4 separate regions of the Mus musculus genome follow, and all the other regions are linked to region 1. The links are chromatin contacts, called in public Hi-C and HiChIP or PLAC-seq maps. All regions are on one chromosome and are shown on one strand. Each heading gives the region's core, a stretch centred on a gene start, on an enhancer-like site or on the middle of the called end of the contact. The rest is flanking DNA. Distances are from core to core; before and after follow the strand shown. Region 1 has its middle 25 kb from the start of Gm33116. Region 2 overlaps Syk (spleen tyrosine kinase). Region 3 overlaps Syk (spleen tyrosine kinase). Region 4 holds the start of Syk (spleen tyrosine kinase).

Evidence for each region. Hi-C and Micro-C count contacts between places; a contact is called where the count stands out from the background. HiChIP or PLAC-seq counts read pairs in DNA pulled down with a chosen protein or histone mark.
Region 2: an H3K27ac HiChIP or PLAC-seq map of microglia shows a contact between it and region 1, with 10 times the contacts expected there. The contact joins two enhancer-like sites. A contact is called at or near these places in 6 of 39 promoter capture datasets (the 3T3-L1 cell line, the C10 cell line, HPC-7-derived erythroid cells and 2 more), 11 of 15 datasets of contacts at CTCF or cohesin (CD8 T cells, the NIH/3T3 cell line, embryonic stem cells and 4 more), 283 of 484 Hi-C or Micro-C datasets (the 3T3-L1 cell line, 3T3-L1-derived adipocytes, the 4T1 cell line and 137 more), 42 of 115 datasets of contacts at active chromatin or transcription factors (the 230-238 cell line, DN3 thymocytes, the HPC-7 cell line and 30 more) and 5 of 9 other capture datasets (adipose tissue, embryonic stem cells, embryonic tail and 2 more).
Region 3: a Hi-C map of bone marrow-derived macrophages shows a contact between it and region 1, with 19 read pairs. The contact joins two enhancer-like sites. A contact is called at or near these places in 6 of 39 promoter capture datasets (the 3T3-L1 cell line, the C10 cell line, HPC-7-derived erythroid cells and 2 more), 11 of 15 datasets of contacts at CTCF or cohesin (CD8 T cells, the NIH/3T3 cell line, embryonic stem cells and 4 more), 274 of 484 Hi-C or Micro-C datasets (the 3T3-L1 cell line, 3T3-L1-derived adipocytes, the 4T1 cell line and 133 more), 41 of 115 datasets of contacts at active chromatin or transcription factors (DN3 thymocytes, the HPC-7 cell line, the NIH/3T3 cell line and 31 more) and 5 of 9 other capture datasets (adipose tissue, embryonic stem cells, embryonic tail and 2 more).
Region 4: a Hi-C map of bone marrow-derived macrophages shows a contact between it and region 1, with 18 read pairs. The contact joins the promoter of Syk here to the enhancer-like site in region 1. A contact is called at or near these places in 22 of 39 promoter capture datasets (the 3T3-L1 cell line, the C10 cell line, the HPC-7 cell line and 15 more), 3 of 15 datasets of contacts at CTCF or cohesin (the NIH/3T3 cell line, embryonic stem cells and stem cell-derived epiblast-like cells), 2 of 484 Hi-C or Micro-C datasets (bone marrow-derived macrophages and embryonic fibroblasts), 18 of 115 datasets of contacts at active chromatin or transcription factors (the 230-238 cell line, bone marrow-derived macrophages, embryonic basal ganglia and 9 more) and 5 of 9 other capture datasets (adipose tissue, embryonic stem cells, liver and 2 more).

The regions. Positions count from the first base shown.
Region 1 is chr13:52,257,244-52,259,887 of GRCm38.p6, reverse strand. No RefSeq gene overlaps it. Among named protein-coding and RNA genes, the nearest start is that of Gm33116, 25 kb to the right of the region's middle. Within about 2 kb of position 1,322, at least 13 of the 459 cell types and tissues checked have an H3K27ac peak or open chromatin away from gene starts, as enhancers often do. A contact at or near this core is called in LSK cells, bone marrow-derived macrophages, granulocyte-monocyte progenitors and 3 more, where this site is marked.
Region 2 is chr13:52,635,072-52,637,715 of GRCm38.p6, reverse strand. The region is part of intron 9 of Syk (spleen tyrosine kinase); the gene reads right to left. Among named protein-coding and RNA genes, the nearest start is that of Syk, 40 kb to the right of the region's middle. Within about 2 kb of position 1,290, at least 65 of the 459 cell types and tissues checked have an H3K27ac peak or open chromatin away from gene starts, as enhancers often do. A contact at or near this core is called in bone marrow-derived macrophages, granulocyte-monocyte progenitors and microglia, where this site is marked.
Region 3 is chr13:52,613,813-52,616,456 of GRCm38.p6, reverse strand. The region is part of intron 3 of Syk (spleen tyrosine kinase); the gene reads right to left. Among named protein-coding and RNA genes, the nearest start is that of Syk, 18 kb to the right of the region's middle. Within about 2 kb of position 1,291, at least 49 of the 459 cell types and tissues checked have an H3K27ac peak or open chromatin away from gene starts, as enhancers often do. A contact at or near this core is called in LSK cells, bone marrow-derived macrophages, granulocyte-monocyte progenitors and 1 more, where this site is marked.
Region 4 is chr13:52,595,524-52,598,167 of GRCm38.p6, reverse strand. Syk (spleen tyrosine kinase) reads right to left here and starts at 1,286. Exons shown (of 14, transcript NM_011518.2): 1 at 1,114-1,286.

The DNA of each region.
Region 1 (2,644 bases), core at 73-2,572:
ACCCAGAATCACTTGTGACCGAGTCTTTACTAAAGAAACTTGTAGATCAGGTTGGCCTGTGAGGTTGACTTTGGGGAACTATTTCAACTTTTAATTAATGTGGGAAGACTTGTGAACAGTACCACTCCTTGCGTGGGGGTTCCTAGACTATATAAAATGACACTCACTAGGTGACAGCAGATGAGCAGACAGGCAAGCAAGGACACGTGGGTTTGCTCTCTCTTCTCTTGACCGTGGATGTGAAGCTATAAGTCTGTACCTTATTTGCCTTCCCTACAGTCGAGGCCTGTGACCCAGTGTTACAAGTCAAATGACTTCTTTCTCCCCCAGTCACATTTCTTAGAGTGTTTGCCTCAGCAACAGACCTGGAACGGGAACAAAGGTCTTCACTCCTTGTTTCTCCAGCTGCCACCTGGGCCTGTCACAATCAGAGAGCAAACCTGTGGTGTTCTATGGCGACAGAGACTAGGGGGATGCTGGGAGACGTCTAAGCACAGGCTGGTCCTGCTGCCTACTAAGCTCTGGCAGCGGCTCTCCATGCTCCCAGTGCAGCTTTCAAGCATCCATCTGAAGCTGAAGGCACAGAAGTTAAAATTTACAGCATGGAAAAACAGGGCAGAGAGGCAATTCTTTTGCCAGAGTCTGGTAGGCATTTCTACTAACTCAGATGCCAGTATTTCTCCACTTGGAAATAAATCAGAGTCTCGTGGGAGATCATAAACACTGCTTCCCACCTCCAAGGCAGCTCTAATTTGTAGCTGAGCGAGCAGTACAAGCCCAGGTAAATGGCCCTTGGCTGGGCCTTATGAAAAGTCGGTGTGGAAGTTTAAAAGAAAAAAACAAAACCAGCATATCATCCATCATTACCAGCAAAGACAAAAAGCAAAGCGACCCACCTTCCTTCCAGAGTATCAACAGCCTGGTGCAGTAGCGGGAGGTCCTCGGCCTGACCTGATGCTCATCTTAGCTGCTACCCCATTCCCCCAACACTTGCCTAAAGTCTCCATCACTATCAGCTCGGTGTTCATACGCAATCTGCACCAGGCAGGAGGTGGCTATTGATACGGTTAGGGATTGCCTTGAGCAAATAGCAGACAGGAAGCCACTTGAGGCAGAGAAGACTTCCTTATTTTAGCTCACGGTTTGAGGGGTTACAGACCTCCATCGAGCTGGGAATGGCTTGGCCACAGGTGACCCTGTGTTCAACCGGAACTCCCCACCTCCTATCTGGTGGGTCGGGAAATGGAGAACAGACTATAGGAACTGTGGCCAGACTAGAAACACTCAAGACCCGTTTGCTATAACCCACTTCCTCCTCCAGCGAGGCTCTACTTCCTAAGGGTTCCACAAATAGCGTGAGGGACCAAGTGTCCAACACAGGAGCCTGTAAGGGGCATTTCTAAGTTCACAACAACAGGGTAGGCAGGAAGTGTTGCAGAGCTCCTCCGGAAATGCAGTCTGCCTGGCCCCAGCCCCCAGGTGCAAGGCTACTAGATGAAAGGCTTGCTTGGGGTATAACACATAATTCATGCAAAAAAACAAAAAACAAAACAAAACAAAATAACCAAAACCTCCCTGGTGCCTCAGGCAATGGTACAAGGGGAACCAAAATTTGAGGTTTTTCTAGGAAAACCAAGGAGATGGAGATAGGGTGATTGCTGGAACTCTATGACCAGCCACTTAGCCTGCCTGGTGAGTTCCGGGATACTGAGAGACCTTGTCTCAGAACACAAGGTTGGTGACTCCCTTTTTCAACAGCTCTCGAGGGCAACCTGTGTCCTCCACACACATGCACACACAAAAGTTCATGGGCACTCCCCCCCCCCCTGCCCCATGACAGACATTCACAGGTTACCACACACATATAAAATTAATCAACCGATTAATTAATTTGAGGATATGACCCTTACAAATGAGAGCCATGAAGTCAGACTGTTGGAGAAAGCTAATACAAAACCGGAGATGGGCCAGACAACAGAGAATCTAAGACTAAGGAAGATGCAGAAGCCCGCGGTAAAGCCACTCTGAGGCAGAGGAAGGCTGCACTGATGCAGTGGGGGAGGGGGAGACGGAGCATATTCACATGCTTTTGGATGATGGCACACCTAAGCGCAGAGTATTTGGAGCTCAGGGTCCTTCCATTACATGGAGGTTTCTCTATCATGGTCACAAAATGTTTGCAAAACACAAGGCTTTACTTCCGAGGTCCCAGAGCTCCTACAAAGGCTGAACCATTTCCCTCAAAGACCTTCCGTGTTCCGTGACTCCCTACGGAAGTGCTCGTCCCCCTGCTCGGGAGACAGAGCAAAATGTGATCTATGCAGCTGAAATAAGGGCATTCACCCCTCTCTGAAATGACCAGGAGGGAAATCGTGGAGTCTCATGAGGAAACTGAGCCCGGTGACATGAGGGCAAGATGCATTCACTCACAAACAAGTCTCTGGCAGCCTCAGCCTCTACTTCAGCCTCCACTCCAGCCTCCAAGGTTCACAAGAGCTGAGCCTCTGGCTCCTCCAGTAAATATGTCTCTTTCCTGACAGAGCTTCCTAGCTTTAGGCCAACCAATGTCACTGTTTACCCGCTGGTCCCCTAACCTGTGACTCGTGGTTCTCAAGTAAGACTCATGACCGGAGTAATGGTAATT
Region 2 (2,644 bases), core at 41-2,540, 380 kb before region 1:
GCAACCCCAGGGCTTCTAGGGGAGAATCTATGGAGATTCGTGGGGCCAGCAGTGAATCCCCAGAGGCGGTTTGAAACAAGGTGAAAGGTAAGAGGTGACATCCAAGGGTTGTCCCTTGGCCTCTATATATGTGCTGTGTCAGGAGTACCTGCACACACACACACACACACACACACACACACACACACACACATCAAGATAAATAGCTAGTACCATTTTTCTCCTTCTTGTGAAAATTTTATCACAGGTGCAAATTTTCCTTCTTTCTTTCTTTCTTTCTTTCTTTCTTTCTTTCTTTCTTTTGGGGTTTATTTGTTTGTTTGTTTGTTTGTTTGTTTTTGTTTTTTCGAGACAGGGTTTCTCTGTGTAGCCCTGGCTGTCCTGGAACTCACTCTGCAGACCAGGCTGGCTTCCAACTCAGAAATCCGCCTGCCTCTGCCTCCCAAGTGCTGAGATTAAAGGCGTGTGCCACAACTGCCCGGCAGGTGTAAATTTTCAAATCACACATAGCTGATGTTTATTCTTTCATTTAAACCACAGTTTGTTAGAATACTTTCAAGAGTTCAACACGATCTATGTGATATTTTTGTGAGAAATTGAAAAAGATCTGTATTTTCGAAACATGTTGAGGCTTGCTTAAAAGTAACAAAGCCCAGTGGGAGAGAAGTGTTTCTTTCCCTTTAACTCTGAGCTTGAACAACTCGTGTGCTTCAGACCGGCCATGGGGGTGCTCACCTGTGAGCCCCAGAGCCCCAGAGGTGGATACAGGAGGATCGTTGGTTTAAGATCATCTTTAACGTCCTCTGAATATAACACCTGCTCTTTCCATCTGATCAGCTATGCCTTTTGCAAGAGAGAAGAAAGACCAGCTTCAAATGCTGGTGCTCCTCCATATAAGGAAGGGGTGGAGATGCTCACTGGACTGTTACCCTGATTCCTGGAACTCCCCCCGGCGCTTCCCAGTCATCTGTGTGAGATCCTGTCCTAACTGAACATAGACGCACGGTCTTGGGAGGTGCTAGAGCATACGACTGTGAAAGCTAACAGGAGCCCGAGAGGGGGCATCTAGGGGACCCTACATCCTGTAGAGGCCACCATCCACACTGAGGCCCAGACTTCTCAGCGGCACACGCAGCTCCTGTGAGTAACCCCCACATGCGTGCCCAGTCACTGGTTCCCCAAATTGGACTTCGGGGATTGTTCTCTGGTTTGTGGTTGGTGCTCTGTATGATGGTAATGATTCCATACAGTACACAAGAGATTCTTTCTACAGCTGTTCTTTTACAGACAGAGGAACCATGCCCCACTGCCTGTGAACCCCGGTGTAGTGGACAGCAATGGAGAATGGTCCAGGCTGAGGAAAGCCCCGAATTGTGAAATATTCAACCAGCTTCAACAAAGTTCCCCTGTTGTGACACACATACAGCCTGCTGCAGTGTCATGTGGTTTCCCAGCTAGGTTCTGCCTACATGCATAAAGGAATACAAAGTTTCTTTATGATATTGCAAATGAGCCTCTGGGCCCAGAATTTAAAAAATAAAAATACATTGCTTTGCTTTTTTTTTTTCTTTGAGTCCGGGTCTTACATAATCCACTGTGGCTTGAAACTAGCTGTATAGTAGGAGATGACCTTAAACTTCTGATCCCCCTGTCTCTACCTCTGGGGCTCTGGGGGGCCACAGGTGTGTACACAACATGCCCAATCAGAAGCACACATTCTGTTCAAGCTCAGAGTTAAAGAGAAAGAAACACTTCTCTCCCACTGGGCTTGGTTACTTTTAAGCAAGCCTCAATGTGTTTCGAAAATATGGATTTTTTTTTATTCCCTCACAAAAACATCACATGGATCATGCTGAACTCTTGAAAGTATTCTAGCAAAATGTGGCTTAAAAGAAAGAACAAACATTAACTAGGTATGCTTTGAAAAATTACCTGTGGTAAAATTTCCACAAGCATGAGAAGTTGTTTCTTTTGTTGAACCTTCAAACCGATGAATCAAAACAGAACTATTCAGGAAATGGGCCGTGTGGGGGCTCAGGTGGTAAAGATACTCTCTGCCAAGCTTGGTGGCTGGAGCTTGATCCCCAAACCACATGCATGTACGTACACACACACACACACACACACACACACACACACCTAACAAATACACTAGGTCAAATAACAGAATTAGTGGGACACACACACACAGGAAAGTACACACAGCTAGTGTGGTGATCTAGAACACAGCCTGTGGCCTGACAGGAGGATTTAGATATTATCATCACCCTAGAAGCCTCTCTGGGCCCTCCCGGGAACATGGGAGGCTCCATTCTGTCATCTCTAGCCACCTATTTTGGCTTTCATAGTTGGGTCTATCATTACATCTGTGGTGTGAGGCAGGGATCTAAATTAAGAAGTTAGAAAAGGTTTCTTGATTCCTCTAGACATTTAAAAAAGAAAATACCACGTCTTCTAGAAAAGCAGAGGGGAAAGATAATATCCCACTAATTCTAAGAGGCTACTATTGTTCCAATTCCTGACTGTTTACGGTGGCCCAGGAAGAGACTATGAAACTCCTGGTCTTCCAAGCACTGAGCTCTTTTACAGGTAAGAGAGTAAGACTCCATTATGAGAATTGTAAGAAAGCAATTGACTGATAACT
Region 3 (2,644 bases), core at 42-2,541, 360 kb before region 1:
TGGATATGCTCAGTATTAAAACTATGAGATGGGATACAAACTAGCGATGATGCATGGAACGCTTAAAGAAACAAAACAGGAATCAGCAACCAACCAACGAGATGCTCCTAAAAATGCCGAGGAACAATTGTGAAAAGTAAACAAACCCTACTCCAAATTTAATTTCTGGACATTGAAAGATGTAACTATTTTTTAAAAGTTAATGAGCAAAAAAAGGACAGATTAGACAGAGATCAAACAAAAGTTAATATGAGAAGAAACATGGTGACAGGCCCACGTGACATGGGGGAGGAGAGGCAACAGACATTAAGCAGGCTGGAGAGGCTGCAGTAAGGAGCCCACACTTCCTCTGAAGGACAAGGGGAAGGTAGGCGTTCTTTAGAGTTGATTGGAAACATCGGTGGATGTAGGGAGCACAGGTCTACCACAGTCCCCAGCTTGTCTCCGAACTTGACCCAGTTAATCTTCACAATGGAACATTGTGGATGGTGGAACAGGAAAGCAGACATTGATCTACAGGGAGCACTTAACTTGACTCCCAGCAGATTCTTGAAACTAGAGGGTACTGAACTAAGTACCACATAAGCGCAGCTTCTCTTGGGCATCATTAGTCTTCGTCTGGAGCCATTACTAAGTAAAGTAAGGGTTTTAACACAGTTGCCACGACATCATAGGGACCTCCCTTCCCATAGCTGGTCACATGCAACATGTTCTGGCAATACTGGGTCACTAAGGCTCTCACAGATACTTCTTCGGCTAGGGCATGCCCTTCCTCAGCTAACCTCCTCTTTCTCTCTCAGAGCCCCTTGGACGTCCTCAGAGAGGTCCTCCCGTTGCAACACTATACAAGTTAAGATTACAGCTGTTGAAGACAAGAGGCCAGTCCTTGCTCCCAAGACACCCAGAATGGATGGAAAGTTATAGAGAGACATTGAGTGTTGACTTCTGACCCCTCCCTAACACACACACACACACACACACATGCGTGCATACATGAACATAGATGCTCATGAATATGTATATACATAAACACATATTTTATGAGACACCATGGCAGGAAGTGGCATGTTATCGTGTCACAGGCTCTGTAGCATGTGAACCTGGATGGCTGGCATCTTCCCTGACGTAGAAAGCATGATGATGTATGCTTATCTACTCAGACACACGGCTCTCTTGTTGAATGAATAACTGCTTCTGTGTTCCTTTTTGTTCTTCTTCTTTGCACAATGTATGTCACAAGTCAGAAAATAGGAACTGTGGCTCACACAGCAGTTGAGTGACTTCCTGGCTTGATGACAGCACAAATAGGAAATTTACAGCTCTGAGGAATACAATGGTAGCCTGCTGCCTCCACAGCTGCCCTAGAGACTCCTATACTTTGTGCATTTCTGTCAGCAGCCCCTGTAGGCTCAGGCTGAAGGCCTAAAGTTTTATTCACTCTTGAATTCCTCAGTGTGAAGGGGCCTCGGAGGATGAAGGATGTGGTAAAGAGTCTGGCCTGTCAAAGTGGCACTTCAAACCGTGTGAGTGCAGGTAGGCTGTGCTTGCTTTTCAGTGAGGAGGGAGCTTTGGTGCCTACTCCCGTTGACTTGGTCTTCCCTGTCATTCCTCCACAGGCAGCTGGGAAATTACGGTGGGAAATGAACAGAGGGTGAGGAAGGAAAGAGAAGAGGGGAAGGCTTCCAGAACCTTCTGGGCTCACACCTGAGAGAAGGCAGCAGGGCATTACTACTAACACGGGATTCAAGAGTGCATCCCATCCCAAAATGGAGGACTTGCTGTACACTGGACCATAAACAGATCCAGTCTTCTGTTTCTACCAAGATCTCCTGTGTGGCCATCTCAGCTTTCTCCTTGCTGTAGTGAGCACTAAGAACAAGACGGATAGTGGAGATGGATGAGGTGTGCTCTGTGCACGAGTTCACACCCAGCAGGGGTGTGTACAGAAGTGACACAGAGACCTTGCCGAGTACCTCATGACAGGACTGAGAGGACACGGGTCTGTCTTAGCATGCGTGGCATGGAAGATGGCACACAGAGTGACCTGTGCATCTTGTATTATACTCACAGAACAGCCACACACAAGATACCTGCCCAGATTCGGGACTTTGAATGGCCCATCCCAACATGTACCCCATCTATGAACTGCCGGGCTGGTCCTATAGATCCAAAGCTACAGGATCTCCATGACATAGGGCAACACCAGGATATCTGAGAGGAATCCCAGTGAGGTTCCAGTGTTAAGAGAGTAGCAGAAGCCAGAGGCTTTGTACAAGACCAACAAGTCATTGCAATGAATATTTGCAAGCACAGAAGTGTGAACAAAAGGGTATGCTCTGGGACACACTGTGACATACTACAGCTTCCATGAGATCTTTTTTTCCTCTGTTGGCAGGGAGTTTGAAAGGGTGGGGGAGGGTACAAGGGAAGGGGGAGATAAGAGAGATTGGGGAGCATGATTTAAAAGTCACAAAGAACCAACAAAAGGTTTTTAAAAAGAGAAATGATTAAGATAATCTAAAAATAATCTTCATTTTACTCTTTTCTTTTTTTACGTCTCTGTGTGCTTTGCCTGCACATGTGTCTGTGCACCATATGAATTCCTAGCTCATGCAGAGTCCAGAAGAGGGCACTGGATCCCCTG
Region 4 (2,644 bases), core at 37-2,536, 340 kb before region 1:
ATACACATATATAAGTACAACATACACCACAATACATACACATAAAGGTATATACACATACATATGTATACCACACACACATATACATAAAGATATATATATATATATATATATATATACCACACACACACACCATACACACATACACATAAAGGTATATACATATATGCATACAACACACACACACCACACACATACGCATCAAGATATATATATATACACATATATACACACCATACATACATACATACATACATACATACATACATACAGGTGTATATACACACAACACACACATACACCATACATATATACATATACATCTCTCTCTCCACCACACAGACACCATATGTACAGCTATGTACATATACACAAATACACTCACACATAAAATACCAACAACCGACCAAGTTGCAGACATTTCCTGATAAGACTGTCTCCTGATTTTTCCTGCCATCATCTTGGGACAAAGTACTCAGGATAGGTGGAGAGCCAAGTGACAGTATTCTTCTGGTTCCCACCCCAAGTCCCATCCCAGGGAATCCCAGCTGGGTGGCTGGGGTTGAGGCCACAGTGAACGCTGTGCCCAACAAACTCCATTTCAGTAGGCCGTGGGGGCCTGGCTGAAGCTGCTGCTGTCTAGGCTCTATTTTTACTTCCCCATCTGCCCACCTCACAAGGACAATATGTACAGGGTCCTCAAGGCCTCTAGAGAAACCAAATGACCCACATTCGACACAAAGGACCTGTCACACCTGCTCAAGGAAATCTTGGTTTCTCTGAAATTCCTGACTATGAAATATTCCAGGAAATTACAGTGGAGTTACTCCCGAGACTTCACAGCTGTATCTAAAGACACGAATTAACCCCAGTGCTTAAAGAAAGTACCGGCTATGTGCTCAGGGAAGAAAGATGTCTCTGCCATGTGAGAACTGCAGTAATTATCAACTCCATAGCTCAAGATGAACGAATGTCAGCCAGGGCATGATGTAGCCCAGGGGACGGTATCGGCCAGGAAAGCACATACTCGGATACTGGCGTGCTCTCTAATGCCCACCCATGGTGCAGAGAGCCATGAGGTCGCCATTATTGATTGCTACAGATCTGACTTACCTTCCTGTCCTGGAGTCACAGAAGGCCTGGGCTCCCGGGCACCAGGCAGCATGGAACGTTGAAAGGACCAGACTGGCAGTCTTGAAAATGGGAATGGCTGCAATGGAGAGAAGGCAGAGGAGAGCAAGTGGAGGTTTCCTGCTGTTAAGTGGTGTCTGTAACTAGGGAAGTGGCTTTTCCTCAAAGTGTCAGCAAGCAAGACAAGCCAGAAAGCAGAAGTAAGAGGGTGTGTGTGTGTTGGGGGGGGGTGGTGCTTGATAATTTCATAGTCAAAATGAAGTTACAGTCAGAAGGCAGGGATCCCAAACAAACACCTGCCAGTGGAGGAGGATCTTGGCGATTCTTGACCAGGATTGTCACGCTGATTCTTAGACCTAAGCTACACAACCTGGCTAAAACTGTGTGCCAAGCTTAGGGTATGTCAATTTTTCTTCTCATTATATTACTGTATATCATGTTTGACGATTTACTAATTCTGTTGATCATTTTAAAGGCTCCAAGTAGGTTTTCTTCATTTTTGTTTAGTTTCCTATTTTTGGCTTCAGAGTTTACCATGTTACCTCCTTTGACCATCGTGGCCTAGGCTTAATGTACTGTAATTCTTGATAATTCTTATAAAACTTAATTTCCTATAGTGAGAGCACATCCTTGCCTAAAACTATAGGTGACTGAGTTGACACAGCTCTCTTTATCTTCTACATCATCGGGGTTTGGGTATGCCGCTCCAGGGTTCATGTGCTGGGAGCTTGGCTAAGGTGTGGCACATTCGAGTGTCATAACCTTTGAGAGGTGGGTTCTGAGGTACAAGGGAGCGAGTTCACTGAGGCACCAGCCTTGGAAAAGACTAATGGCTATCTCAGAGGACTAAGTTAAGTCTCAGTGAACTGAGTTAGTTACTTTGACAGTGAATTGTTATCAAGCAAGGTCATCCCACCAATTTGGTCCCATCCACAACCATGATTCATCACAGCCTTCCACCATGTGGTGCCATCTGCCAGGATGTCATGCCATGTAAGGGGCTCACCTGACGTGGCAGCCTGAACTTGGGCTTTTAAGCCCTAAACTGCGAGCCAAACTAAACTCCCTTTCTTTATAAAGCACTCAGTCTCAAGGATTTTGTTATAGCAGTGGGCCTAGTGTTCGGGATTTCTTTCTAAGCACTACTTTTAGCATCATTTGAAAAATGTTGGTATAGCATATTTTATTTTTTAAAAAATATCATTATTTTATGTATATGAGCATTTTGCCTACATATGTGTATGTGTATCATGCATGTGCTTAGTACCTATGGTTGTCAGAAGAGGACAGCCGATACCTTGAGAATGGAGTTACAGACAGTGTGAGCTGTCAGTGGGGTGCTGGGAATTGAACACGGGTCCTCTGCAAGAACAACAAGTGCACCCGGTTGTTGAGCTAATCCTCCAGGGCCTTGAATTCTCATCTGTATGCTAGGTAAAATATTTTAAGAGTTCTTTTGAGACTTTTATCAACTCACAGGTTATATAAAAGCCCATTATTCGCTTTCCAGATA